Regions from separate parts of the Anas platyrhynchos genome. Here region 2 is linked to region 1. Evidence: chromatin contacts called from public Hi-C data. All regions are on one chromosome and are shown on one strand. Each heading gives the region's core, a stretch centred on a gene start, on an enhancer-like site or on the middle of the called end of the contact. The rest is flanking DNA. Distances are from core to core; before and after follow the strand shown. Region 1 holds the start of RANBP3 (RAN binding protein 3). Region 2 overlaps KLHL33 (kelch like family member 33).

Region 1 (7,354 bases), core at 3,610-6,109:
TGCAATTTTACAAAGACAAATGTCTTTCCAACATTCCCTGATATAATACGGTTTCATAAAACAAATATATATTTAAAAAACAGTACTCTCTAAAATCATTTGTTCCTTGCTTAAAAAAGGTTATGCTGAATGCAATCAAACATAGAATCACTGAGGCTACTAAATTTGTTTCAAGTTTAGGGACGTTCTGTCTTAAAGAAAAAAGAAATTGCATGTTAAGAAAAAAAAATGCTTTTCTGTAGGTGCTGATTTACAGCCTGCACGCAGGAAGTTCCAACCACTGTGAACTCAGAAGTAACCTTCTGATTGTGATGGGTGCCAACTCAAAGTAGAAAGACAAGTTCCTTTGACTAAAGGTTGAATGAAAGGAAGATAAAAAAAAAAATTAAGCTCAAGGTTAAATTTAATTATGCTTATTTGAGCAGCTCAGATAGCAAAAAATGTTCTTTCACCTTAATACTACTTAAGTTACAAAAAGCAGAGTAATCACATCAGAAGGATAATATATAAATTAAAAAAGACAAACAGGCGTTTATAGCTTTATAAAAGGGGCTGATACCAAAACAAGACTCCTGTCTCTCCCAATAGCTATGACTAGACTGAAAGCAATGAGCAAGCGACCAAGCCAGCAGCTGATCACTGAAAATGACCCCACAAGAAAAGTCCAATCATACCTAATGTCGTTAGATCACTTACATCCAGACTTCACAGATGATGTCATAGCAAATATAACTGACAACAGGAGGGAGAAAAAAAAGAAAAAAGATGCTCCTGCCTCACTTTCAAAACTCTAATAAATTGCTTTTTATGAATTAAAACATCTGATGACTTGGTTCATCTTCAAACCATTTATTTTGTCTTCTGTAACATGAACAAGACTACTTCTAGGTAGTACTTCCACAGCTGGCATGGGAATGTGGAATGCTTTTTACATATTTAAGACGAGAAGAAATTTTAGATCATATTTGAAGCACAAACCTTTTGTGTTTGCAGAGTATGTGTTGTTTTGCTTCCTGCACCCTTGTCGCATTAATAAATTACCTTCTGCATTAGGTCATTTTACTATTTCAGCACAGGCACTTCACACAAAGCAAATGCTACAAGTCAGAAATGGAAAAAAAAAAAGTAGCTTAATTTCAGCTGGTAGGAAGAAGAAAACCATGAGGCAGCCAATTACTCTGCAGTGTAGATATCTATAAAGAACTCTGAAAAGTGCTAACAACAAATTTTTAATGTATGTAGACAGTTCTGCCTTGTAATCTAAATGCTAGTTTGTGGCATTTGGATGTGAGTTATTAGCACATCTCAAAAAAAAAAAAATCCCAACAATAAACAAATCATTCAGTCTAACTTTGTATCCGTTAGTGAAGAAAATTACCAAGGAGGGGAAGATATTGCTCAAAGTGTCTGTAAGGTTTAGAGACAGTAGCAAATGCCAGGTTTTGCCCTCAAAGTAGCAGAAGACCTCCCTCTCTCCAAATGTAGAGCTGGAGGGAAGAACTGACACAGAAGCACCTACTGAATGGGAAATGTAAAGGAAGTCATCAAGTGTTAGCCATGAGAAAAACCTGTACCTCTTCAACAACTGAAAGGAAATAAAATAATTCACACTCACCATGAAGAGATCCTATCACCTAAAGAGCAGCTTCAGAAACAAGTTATATACCAATTAGTAGTTGTCTATTAACAGTGAGTTAACGAGAAGAGCATTCAGGTTTATGTGAATATATGCCTGACAGTTTTCTAGTTCTCCGTCATACAACACTGACAGACTCGTGGATGTGAAGTGCCAATTTTAAGATGCGATCTGGCTAGAATACTGATGTAGAAAGAAGATCATACCAAAGACTTCAGAGGAAATTTCTAATACCATTCGATAACTATTTTATACACTAGTGACAATAACAATTGTGAATACTATTTCAAAATCCTGTTTTTCAGTGATGGTATAAATCAAATCAACTGTCAAGGTGCCAATCCCCAAAGCCTGTATCTCAATCTCACTAAGTCTTTGTGATAAAGTCAATCAAACTTTAAACAGCTGGAGAGCTCTTCCTTCTTCCTCCTCATTAGCTCCATAATCATCAGCTTCACCAACGGCTTCACCAGGTGCAGCTTCACCAACACACCAGAGAAAAAGAAGGAAAGACAAGTGAATGGAAAAAAAAAAATTGAACAATTAGATTGAGGACAATTAAGTAGTTCTGAGAATACTGGAGCTATCAAGAAATGCATCACAGAAAGACTGTCCACGAGAACAGTTTGAAGACTTTGAGGACATTGAATGGTTACTTGGAGACTACCGACATCTCAGTGGTGGTTTAAGACAGACAATAGAGTAAGAGAAGAGCAGTCAGCACCTAGAAATAAAAGTAACAAATACACTTAATCCTGGAAAAGAATGAATGAATTGAAACAAAGGAGTGCCATGATAAAAGTGACAGGTTAAAAACGCTACACGTGAGTGAGCTGCACGGATATGAGCAGAATGAAATGGCATTTCTCAAGGCCAGAAGAAGGTTTGTTGCAGTAACCAGACCGATAAGATCCCAAGTGAGTTTCACTTGCATGAACCAACAAGAAGAGCTATTGCTTAAGCATGCTAAGCAAAAACATTCCGCAAAAATGACTGAAACCACCTTCTACGTACTTGTGCCTATTATGTGTCAAGGAATAATTAGCTTCGCACTTCATAATGAAGTATGATTGAGACAGCACTGCTGTACAAACCAATCAAGATTAAGGAATGCTAAGAGCTTTGTTTTAACCATGCTTGGTTTGTGAACATGAACATTTAGCTATCAAACACTTAAAAGAAGATCAATAAAAAGTGTAAGATCAAATAATTAACAGTACTGAAATAGTCGTTACTTACATTTAGTGAAAATACACAGTATGGGGAAAGAAAACATTCACCTACGGTCCTGGCAAAATTAAACACTGATATGTGTTAGAATGAGGAGAAAATAGTCAAAGTCACCTGAGAGTATCGCTGCAGTATCAGAGACAGCAAACAATGCAAGTAGAAAGATCACAGAATCCACTGACTTCCAGCAGCCACCAGTTCCAGAAAGTACATGTATTTGCTCCGCTATACCAAGAACGGATACCTCAAAAGTGGAACTGGAGGAAAGAAAACTAACACCATACAATGACATCAGAATGAGCTGAACAGCCTATAGTTCAGAGGTGATCTTGCTTAACTTTAAGGCAGTTTAAATCCCGTTCTTATTGAGAGAAGACAGACAAAAGGGATGAATGAAGACGGCAACTCTGGAAGGAGATGCAAGCACAAACTAAAGAGATTAGCAAGTGAGAGAAATCACTGGAGTCAGGAAAGGGTCTGAAGGGGAAAAAGAGAAAGATGAAAAAGTACAGATGATACCACATAAAGATTTTTTTTCCACCACAGAAAGTGTACAAGATTCTGCAGAAATACAGAGATAAGAATAGAAGCACAAGATAAGTCAGCATCAAATGATGTAATGAACACTGGTAATTTAGAATTCACCTTTCAGCTATTTCCTACTAGAAGGTAAAGTGAGGGACTCGCATGAATTAAGATAGCCATTCCCAAACTTTGGGTGCTAAAAAATGCAACAAGCCATCAAAATTTATTACAAGGTTTTACATACCATCAGCAAATTTCTCACCAATAATCAGTACATATTTGACTATTTACTACAGCCCTCAAAACTATTTATCGTGCCTCTCTGTGCACTGACAGCACATCTTCAGTTTGGGAGCCAGCAGCTCCAGACATGCTGCATCAGAGGATTTGTCAAATAACTTCAGTGTAATTATGTGGTTAGCTGCTGGTAGGATTCCTCTTCAAAAGCTACACCTACAACAGATATCTGCTTCCTGCTGTTTAATATCAGAAGCGTAATTATAACTGAAACAAGCTTTCAGGTATCAGAAAAATTCTTGACAGAAGGGGCTATGCATGTTTTCATTTGCCTCCTACAGAGATTCACCCCCTCTGTTAGCCCAAGAAAAATAACGAGAAATGGACCGTTAAGAACAAACTTGGTTTTACTGAGAGTTGAAGGGGAGTTACTCTCGAACACACGCTGCTGGTGCCCGCTGTCAGTTAACCAAGCCTGCACACCTCGGAGCAGAACCCTCAAAACCTACACCAGCGCAGCCCAGCTTACCCTAGACTTCTGCCGAGAAAAGGATGAATTCTTTATTTCAGAGATACTCCAGCTAAAAATAAACAAAACTATTCCACTTCGCCTAGCGCCCCCCAGCCGCCTCGATCACCCCCTTTTGCCAGGGGAAGGATTAACGAGCGCGGCAGCCGAGGGAGCGCTGCAAACACCCGCAGGCTGCGGACGGCGGCCCCGAGGAGCGGCGCGGGGGCCCCGGGGCACGGCCGCTGCGCGCAGGAAGTGCGGGAGCCGGGAGCTGGGACCCGGCGGGAGGCAGCCACCGGCACCGCCTCACGGGGCGCAGCGGGCGGCCCGGCCGGGCGCTCCCTTTGTCCGGCCGCTCGCCCCGCCGGGGGGGGGCCGGGGCACGGAGAGGCCGCGGGGAGGGGGGCACTTCCGAGGGCAGGCCCACCGCCAGGGCGCACCCACACCCCCCGCCGGGAGCAGGGCGCGGAGGAGGGAGCCGAGAGCGCGGCGGCCCCGCGGTGGAACCAAACCGGCGGGGGAGCGGTGACGGGCCCGCGGCCGGCATCGCTGCGCAGCGCCAGCGCCCGCCTACCTTCGTTCGCTAGGTCCGCCATTTTACTTCCTCAGTCACGCCCAAGATGCATCGCGCAGCCGGGCGGCCTCCACTGCCCGCAGGCCCCGCCTGGCGGCGCCTGCGCCACCTCACGGCCGGCTCGCGGCGGCAGCGCGCGTGCGCAGCTGGGCGGGCGGGGAGAACGGGGAGGGAGGGAGGGGGGGTGATGGCGGAGGGGTGGTTACCGGGTGCTGGGCGCTGCCGCGCATGCGCAGTGGGGGGGCGGGGTCGGTGCCTGAAGTGCGGCGGACGCCTCAGAGCCGGCAGTGTGGGGTTGGTGGTGGAGGGGGAGGTCGTGGTGTGTGGGGCTGCCTCTTAGCGTCCTGCACTTGTCGTCCTCAGACACCCCCAGTCCTTCAGGGCTGGCTGGCCGTGAATATTTCTTTTCCCCCCTCCAGTCAGCCTCCGTGGCTTCCCGTGGCTGCAGGGTTCCGAAGTTCACTCCAGAGTTAAATGGCTTTTTAATTCCTGTTACTCCTTTCAGTAGTGCTCCACAGTTTTGGTCTTGTGGGATTTGCTGGGCATAAGTTCCGTGTTTAGGTGTGACTTTATGATCCTTGCCTGCATCTGCCATAGCCATGCCACAGACTGAAGAATTCAAATATTTTGTTTCTTAGAAGGCTTTTTTCTCCATCCCCAAAATCATTTTTTAATCTCTGTGGACTCTAAACCTACTTGTTAATGTGGCATTGACTAGGTCTCCACTCCAAAGATAGGGACCCAATAGCAACAACTAGTTCAGAGGGAGACATCTGGGGTTATGCTACTTCACTCATACCCTTAACATTTTTTTCCAGTGTGCTGGCACAATGTAACAACCACGTTCATAGATCCTGTACAGGGTACATTGAATAGAGATCAGGAGCCAGCTGTTTGGATTCTGCTTTATGCTTGTGATACCTTCAAATGACAGCCCTGATACGAGCCCTTGGAAAGCAGCAGACTTGCCTCAAGAGTGGATTGTGTTGGCAGAAGGACACCTCAGTGCCTCTCACCAGAGTCTCCTGCTGCTATCACCCATCACCTTTTCTTAGTGGGACTGGTTGTTATATGGGGAGCAGACCAGACTGCCTTACTCAGCTCCAACCCCCTGCCACAAGTCTTTCCTTTTCCATCTGCAGAAGGGTGAAGCAGTTCTGTAAGGGCACCTCAGGCTTTGGGGGAAGACTCTTCCTCCTGCTCGTCCTCGTTGTTGTCAACTTCCACTCTCTGGTGTTATTGCCCCCCCTGCTTCTCCTGTGAGTGCTGGTGAGGGAGTCTAGGGGTGCTTGGCCATAGGCTGTGGGTCCAGCTGTCTAACTCCTTCTCAGCCTCCCTGTTCCTGGATTTTCATTATCTCCACGCATGGAGATTCCACCAGTTCTCTGAGTCTCTCTCATAGGTTTGGACACAGTTGGAATAGACACAGTACAAGCAATGTAAGCCTTTACCCTACCATTTCTGATTACGTCTATTGGATACAGTTGGATTGTTTCATGAATGAGTAGTCCCCATGACAACTTACTGGGTGGTTTCTGCAAAGAGCCCCAGAGCAGGGGCTGAAAAACCTGGAGGACAGACCAGCAAGGCTTCAGAAATGTTTGGGTTAGGCCTCTGCAGGAACGTGTCCTTTCTGGAGCTAAGAACATGAAAGAGATTTGCAAAATTATTGTTTGTCTAGAAAAAGTCCCAGATCCTCAAAGTTGCTGAGCTCACTGACTTCCATAGGGATTAAGCATCTAAGTTCTGGAGAGGATCCAAGACTTAAAATAAAATGGACTCAGCAGAGAAAATCATTCAACAAAATTATTAATAATTAATTAATTATTCTGTGTTTGGTGCAGAGTCTGATTGCAATGCATTTGAACGCAAAGCACGATGCCTGTAAGGAGGCTCAAAAGAGAGGCTGGACAGTTACCTCTTCAGTAAGGACAGTCACATTTGCTCCTAAACAGGAAAAAAGTTTGAAAGGACGGAGCTACCATGACTGTCTATCAAACATCTTGTTCACAAAGCAACTATGAAAAGCTGAGCAACTTTAATGGCTGCTCAGTGTAAAATTTTGAGCAGTAATCTTATACACAGGAACAGGATTTTCTTCATGAGGGGTAAAGCTGCAGTGGCACTCAGACTAAATCCAACTTTGCAGAGACTAAGTGCAACTTCTGACTTTCTTCTTCACAGAGAATAAAACCTGCTCCTCCTCAATTGGGTGTAAAGGCTCTGACTTCACATGCATTATACTTCAGGATTTTTCCAGCTCTTATAAAAGTGTCAAATGTACTTGTTTTTATATAAGATAATGTTTTAAGCACTACAAGTGGACTAAATCCAAGAGTGAAGGGAGCTTCAACTTTTGTGAAGGAGAAAGTAAAATGATCCAGTGAAATTGCAAATGCAGCCTGCCAGTCAGACAGTGCAGTTTTTTTGAAATTCCCATGGTAATTGTATGTCCTTCCCAAATATTAGATTCTGGTTCTTCACTTCTTTTTTCCAGTTAATGGGGGTATTGCAAAATAGAGCCTAGGACTCCTTTTCAAATGAAAATGTTTATTTTCTATCTGAACTGTCATAATGAAATGAACTGCATGCTATTTATTAGGATGTGTTATCTGGGTTAGGAACATAATTCACTGCAGTA
Region 2 (7,067 bases), core at 1,816-4,315, 63 kb before region 1:
CCAAAGCCCCCTCCAACAAACCACATTCTGCACCATCAAGGAAATAGATCTGTGCCCTGAAGTCACTACATCCCACACCTACTGCACAATTAAAGACCTAGGAATACAGGGCAGTCCTCCTGCAGAGTCTTCTTTCTGCACAACAAAGGAGCTGTGGGTCTGCCACTGTCCCCCGAATACTTCATTCAAGTCTTTCTCCACGAAGCTGACAGACACAAACCTTGCCCCCCTGCGGGCCCCTTCTGCTTACAGCCTGGATAGGGGTGCCGAGGCCATCGGCACTGTCAGCGTGAAGAATGCTGGCAACACCTTGTAAATGTATGTTCAGAGAGAGGGATGGAGGGTCATGGCTCTGCCTCATTTACCTTTGTTGCATGAGGGGACGATCTACTTGCTACAGAAGGGGAAGTCATCCCATCCCTCCCCCTAGCACTCCTCTCACACTCATTGTGGTTGCTGGATCTGAAATAATTACTTGGGTAGTTGGCAGGGGTAGAAGTCACCCCAGAGCAGAGTTTGGGGCTGACACTGCCTGATTTTGGGGTTAGAACAGCTTTTTGAGCTTTTTTTTTTTTTTCTTCTTTTGAGAAGAGCTTGCTTTGTACACTGTGTCCTAATCACCTCTGTCTGAATGGTGCACATAAAGATGTGCTATGCTTTCAACTCAGTCCCAGGTTGCTAATCACAGAATAAATATTCTCTTTGCCTAACTTTCAAATGGGTGCTAGTTTCATTTTACTGGACCTCCGGTAGTCTTAAACTTTAAGTGATGCTTCAATGTTAACCCATTCTTTCCTGTATCCTTGAAGTAAATGGACCAGAGCAATCTCTATACAAGAAGAGACTGAATAGATGCAGAATAAATGTGATGTGGCACTATAGACACCAGTCCCCAACTTTGGTGTCACCTATGCATGATCCAAAAGGCCTTGAGAACTGCATCAGGGAAATAAAAGTCACTTTTCCTTTCATGCACGACGACTCTACCCAGGACACTGGGTTGATGTCTGGAGTGAGGAGACCTCTTAGTGGTGTCCAGTGCTGCCTGAAGTCATCATGAGCTGGTGGTCCTGACTGGAGACCAAGTGTCCATCCTGTCCGTTCAGATGCTTCATTTGCAACTATAAAGCAGGGAGCCACCGAGCCCTATATAAAAATTCTGGCTCGGTTGCACAATGTTTTAGACTGTCAGGTGGAGAATCCTGCCACACGGGAGAGTCTATTGCGACAACTGGCAATTAAAAATGCTAACGCAGACTGTAGGAAAATTTGGGGATCTATTAAAGCCTCTAACCCTAATATAGCCGATATGATCAAAGCCTGACAGGATGGAGGAACAGAGAGCCATAAGATGTCGCTGTTGGCTGACGCTTTAACCTCGTATATCAGGGTGGGGGTGGCACAAAGGGCCAATTGTTTAAATTTCAGGGAAAGCCTCTGGAAGGAAAGTGCATAAAAGGAGCATAGCCGGGTAAAGACTCTTACTTACTTGATCACAATAAGAGTCCGTGCATTCAGATGCCACAGATTCAGAAGAGGAAGCTGCAATGCAAAATCCCTGTTGGTACTGAGTGCTCACATGTTTGGACCAACCAGATTCAGAAATTATCAACTGATTCTATTTTTCTGATGAATCCAATCTAAAGCACACATTCAGAAAAAAACAGTCATCACCAGGGTGTGATTTGCAGCTACGTCTAGGCTGAGGTGAACTATTTCTATTGGCAGTGTCAGATAACATGGTCAACTCTATGAGTAAATTCACCTGTAGTTGACCGGAGCTGCCGATGTTCTCCGTCTCTATGCCATTCTTGTCCATTCTTATTTCTCTACCTGAACTAGCTCAGCCTTCTTTGTTGTTTGCATCTTGTTTTTAATAAGATGTATTAATATTAGCTGATACTTGTCCTTTAAGAAAAAGGGCTCAGAAAAGAACATTCATTGATATGAATCGTGCACATCTTACACAAACAGCAGGACAATATTCCAAGGAAATTTTTTTTTTCACTTTGTTACTACTTTTATCAGAGTAAAAACCCCAGGAGTGCAAAAGTGTCTGAGTTTTCTGAGGAGCAGCAATCACAGAATGGCTTAGGTTGGAGAGGAGTTCTGGAGATCATCTAGTCAAACAGGACAGTCAGAGCAGGTTGCCCAGGACCATGTCTAGTTGGTTTATAATATCTCCATAGATGGAGACTCCACAACCTGTTTCAGTGTTTGACTGCCCTCATAGTAAAAGTTTTTCTTGAGTTCAGATGAAGTTACATATGATCTGAGCACTGCTGAGAAGACATTTCAGTCCACTTCATTGTCCATTTACCTACTCTGTACTTTGTTTTTGTCCCCAAAGCAGAAGTCCAAGCAGGACTGATGGACCATTCCAGCATGCTTTGGCAAGGGCAGGGAAATACTCCTGGCTGCTCCCAGCTCTGAAGCACTGGTCGTATGCAACTTTGAAATGTGCTAGCACGCATACATAAGGGGAAACTATCAGGCATACAGGCTGAACTTCTGTATGTATTTACTACAGAGAAAAGTGTTCCTGTGCTCAAGGAAAGCAAATAACTATGCACTTGTCAATTAGAAAAAAAAATATTAAAATGTTTAAAAAATTCTTAATACTGCTAGGCTGTGTTTGCAACTTTCAGTTGGTTGTAGCATTTGAAAACACCCTGAGACACCACTGCTGGCAAATTCACCAGTGGTTGTACTTACAGGTGATGTTCTCTGCTTCTACAGCAAGTCCATCATTCCGTGTTTCTTTCTAAAGTTTGGTCTTGCTTCTGCTGTATTTGGGCCTACTCTTTTACACCAGGAGTCTGCAATAGTAATGCAGGTAATACCAGTACTCTGCAATAATAAAAATACTTTTATAAAATATATAGAGAGAGATTGATATGAATGACAGGAGGATTCCTTCTTCTCCTTGCTGCCTACCCAAGCACTTAGAGAAAGGTCAAGCAGGAGGGAGCAGTTTCCATCTTCACGAGCACTGTAGTCCCTTGTCAGCTGCCGAAAGCTTTGCTGATAAAGCACTGAGGGTCATGTCCTTGTGATAAAGACAGCTGCAATTTCTATGTTTAGGGGTGACTTGCTGAGCTTTGTTGTTGAGGAGCGACAGAGAGGAGCTGTTACAGACTGGCCACATCCCCCACAACCCATCGCCCTGCACTGCTCGAGGTGAGGACACGTGGAGGTGTCAGGAGAGAAGGAGCAGCAGAAGACAGTCTAGTTTTGGTCCTTGTTTCTCACAATCCAACACTATTTTAATTGGAAATAAATCAGTTTTCCCCAAGTTGAGTCTGTTTTACTCATGAGGGTAGTTGGTCAGTGATCTCCCTGTCTTTGTCTCAACTCACAATTGTTTTCATCTTATTTTTTCCCCATACCCTGTTGAAGAGGGGAAATGGGAGAGCAGCTGGGTGGGTGTCTGGCAGCCAGAAAAGGTTAATGTGCCACAGCCAAGAAGAGTAACATGGGAATTAGTAAAACAGTCAACAAATGGGGAAAAAGGTAAACAACTACAGAAGGGTTAAGAGATCATCTAGATTCAGAACAGTCTAACTTCCTGTAATTGCAAGCCCTTTGTACACTTAAAAACAATAAAAATAAAAATCTCAGATTGAATGTTGTTCTCTCGGACACAAGGGCTGTTACACAAGCAAACATATCAGATTATAATGCACATACTAATCGTTTTATAATACTAAGTATTGCATAATTTCATGTAGATGCATGTAGGGTACAAGGTCCTGTCAGAGGACAGTGCTCCAGGGGGCATGTGCAGGACACTGGCAGGTATTGCCTCAGCGTGGGCTCTTGAGTGCCAGGTCTATTGCTACAGGTGATCAAGGAGATGGGCATCTGCAGAGCTGGCCCCTGCCTTCAAAAGAAATTTAAGATTTTGCTGTGTAGACAAAGGGTGGAATATCATACACTGAAGCTTACACAGAAGCACCAGGCAGATGGAAAGGCTCTACAAAAATGTTAAAGACAAAAAGTAAAACCATTAAATCTAGATGTGAGTACTGTGCAATACATTTCAGCAGGCAAATGAATCAATAGATCAGACTACGAGTTCCATATGCAAAGTATTACCTGTAGAACAGGTGAAAATAGCAATACCAAAAGATAATTCTCTCATCTTGGTTGCCAGAAGTCATGCTGAATAATATTAACATGTGGCAGGGGATAGGGCACATTGGGAAGTGGATAGCATGGGCTTTAAATGACATGCAGTCATTGATGGAACTGAAAAACAGCAATATATTGTAGGAATACAAGCTTTACATCAGAATCAACACATCGTTCAGACTGCAAGGCAAGTAGCTAGCTCTGATTCCTGGCTACTGCACTGTTAGCAATCACAGCAAGCATGCTGTGCATCAAAACTATGTCTACTATGATGAGCTGCAGATATGAGTACCAGATTGGCATGCAGGTGATCGCCTCCATGTCCATCAAGGAGTGGAGTGTAGTTGTCACCTGGATGATTGTTGTACAACTGCTGAAACACATAATGGCCAATCCAAGTGTATCGTGAACTCAACGTGACCACTGCTTGATCCTAAAAGACTATTTAATCAAAAAATATTCAATCAGAAGTGTATGTGTGTTGTATTGTTCTGTCCATTCAAAATATTATACATCTTTGATTACCATTTCTGGGTATTGCCGCCAGGAACTGCAGGTTTATTAAACTCATTCTCCCTCCTTCCCTCCTCCCCAGTGCCCCCCCCCCTCTTTTTTTTTTTTAATATGTGCTATGAATACCTTGTTATCACTGGTGATGACAGCAGCAGGAATAAGTCTTTTCCCCATGTGCTGGAAGGTGGAAAGGTCCTGTCCTTCCAAAACATTTCCTCCATTGTTGTTTCCTGTGACCCATAACTAGCTCACTGTTCTGTCTGTAGTGGCTGGACAAAACGTGGAAGGATATCTTTGTCTCTGCCACAGCACTTGTGCCAGCTGAAGTCCTAGAGACACACATTTCTCGCATAGTCTGCTGTTCTAACAAGGCACCAAGCCAAGGGGCCAGCAGGCAGCCAGTGGGGTGAAGAGCGGTACGTTTCCTCCAGGCAGGAGTTTGGTTTCCCAGTCTGCCATTCCCAGCCAGGAATAACACTCAGTGAAATGTCAAGATCGCTTGTGTCATGAATTGGTGAGGCTTATAAGGATTACAGTTATCTTTGTTCCTAAAGCCGGAATATTTCCTTTCACATAAGATCCCAATATACTGTTGCTTTTTTTTTTGTTGTCGTTGTCTGTCTTTTGTAATCCCTCTCCCTCTGCCTTCTTCACCCAGGACCTTCAATTCCCTTCCTCAGGCTATCACGAGTACCCCAGTTAACCCCAGAAACCCCATTGCCTCAGCCTCTCCCTGCAAGACCTCCCTAGAATTCCCCCCACCTCCAGATAGCCTTCCAGGTAACTCCAGGAAGCCAAGACCTCCTAGGAACCTCCCTCTCCCCAGGAACCTCAAACCCTCCAACAGCCCTGTGTAGGTGGAGTCGCCATCCCTGGGGGTGTTTAAGGTTGGACTTGGTGCTTGGGGACATGGTTTAGTGGATGATGTTGGTGGTAGGGGGATAGTTGGACCAGATGACCTCGGAGGCCTTTTCCAACCTTAATCATTCTATGATTCTATGATCTACCCCAAAACCCTGGCACCCCAGGACTCCCCTATTCTCTCAGAATTCCACACAAACTCCAAGACGCCTGTAAATCCCAAGACCTCTCCTCTATGCCCAATGAACACAGGCATTCAGAGCCCCAGTGCCCTCCATAACCATTCCCCAGCAGACCCCAGAATACAGGCAAGCCTGGTCCCCACCATCACCCGTCCAGGATACTCAGCCCTCTAGTCACCTGCTGTACTCATGTTCCTTGTGAGAAACCTCTGGATGCCTGGGTTCCCCAGCAGAACAAATCAGACCCAGGCGAGCTGTTCAGGAACGATGTTTATTCAATCCCAGTGTGGGGGGGAAATTGAGGTGGTGGAGCAACCTCCTGAGTATTCCTGGAGGCACAGTTTTGCAGTGTGGGGGTCTTTGTGTCCCACGGGGTCCACACAATTTAGGGCAAAGTACCATGGGGGCTGAGGAGGGATCTGGGGTCAATTTTGCTCTGTAGAGATGCCCATTGGGAGACCAATAGGGGGGTACAGAGTTTTTAAGGTCCACTAAGTGTTACGGTGGGTGTCAGATGATCTAGAGGAAACCTCAAGGCAGTTGGGGCCACGTAAGGCTGAGGGCACAGTGAGGACACACACACTGAGGTCAGTATAGGCATGGGGCAAGGTGCCCCGGGTGATCCAGCGCCGGGTGCCTGGCTGGTAGGCATGGATCAAGTGAGTATCCCGGTAGGTTTCATGACTGTACCCACCCAGTACAAGCAGCTCCCCTCCCAGCACAGCTGCACCCCCCACTACATGGGCTTGGGGCAGGGGGCTGAGCAGAACCCAAATATTTAGCTTGGGACTGTAGACCTCAAAGGCCAGCTGGTCCTTGTAGCCACTCTGCCCATCCCGCTGGCACAGCCCCCCAGCCACATAGAGCTGTCCACCTGCCTCCTCCATGACATGGCCAGCTCGCTGGCCATTCATGGGGGCCAGGAGCGTGGCAGGAGCACCCGGAACATAGCGCAGAAGGGCTGTCTGGCACTGGTACGCCTCGTCACAGCCCCCTGACACATAGAGGGCACCATCCAGGGCACATGCTGCATGCCCACACAGAGCCATCGGCAGGGGCTGGCACGTCCTGGGCAAGGAGAGAGGGAACAGTGAAGGGCAGGTAAAGCAGGGCTGCCCCTCAGTGGCTGCCTGGCCAGCAGGTCCCTGCTGAGCACTGCTGGCCATGGATCTTTTGATCACTCAGCAGGCACTGCTGGCCAAGCCCCAGCGGGCAGCATTAGCTGCATGTAATGGATGAACAAGGGGCATCGCTCTTCAACAAATGACACCCTTAGTCGACCCGCAAGGGACTCCCCCAGTGAGCAGTGTTGGCCAACACCTGGCGGAGCACCCAAAGAACATAGCTGGAAGGTATTTAAATGATTCCTGTCATTGA

Evidence for each region. Hi-C and Micro-C count contacts between places; a contact is called where the count stands out from the background.
Region 2: a contact with region 1 is called in a Hi-C map of skeletal muscle, with 4 times the contacts expected there. The contact joins the enhancer-like site here to the promoter of RANBP3 in region 1. A contact is called at or near these places in 2 of 8 Hi-C or Micro-C datasets (both in skeletal muscle).

Annotation. Positions count from the first base shown.
Region 1 is chr29:3,889,790-3,897,143 of IASCAAS_PekinDuck_T2T, reverse strand. RANBP3 (RAN binding protein 3) reads right to left here and starts at 4,859. Exons shown (of 17, transcript XM_027471808.3): 1 at 4,714-4,859. The coding sequence starts at 4,735.
Region 2 is chr29:3,950,804-3,957,870 of IASCAAS_PekinDuck_T2T, reverse strand. It overlaps KLHL33 (kelch like family member 33), which reads right to left. Exons shown (of 5, transcript XM_027471805.3): 5 at 5,943-6,758. The coding sequence ends at 6,182. GP1BA (glycoprotein Ib platelet subunit alpha) reads left to right here. Exons shown (of 2, transcript XM_013095888.5): 2 at 1-718. The coding sequence ends at 316. Among named protein-coding and RNA genes, the nearest start is that of KLHL33, 7.0 kb to the right of the region's middle. Within about 2 kb of position 3,065, at least 1 of the 8 cell types and tissues checked has an H3K27ac peak or open chromatin away from gene starts, as enhancers often do.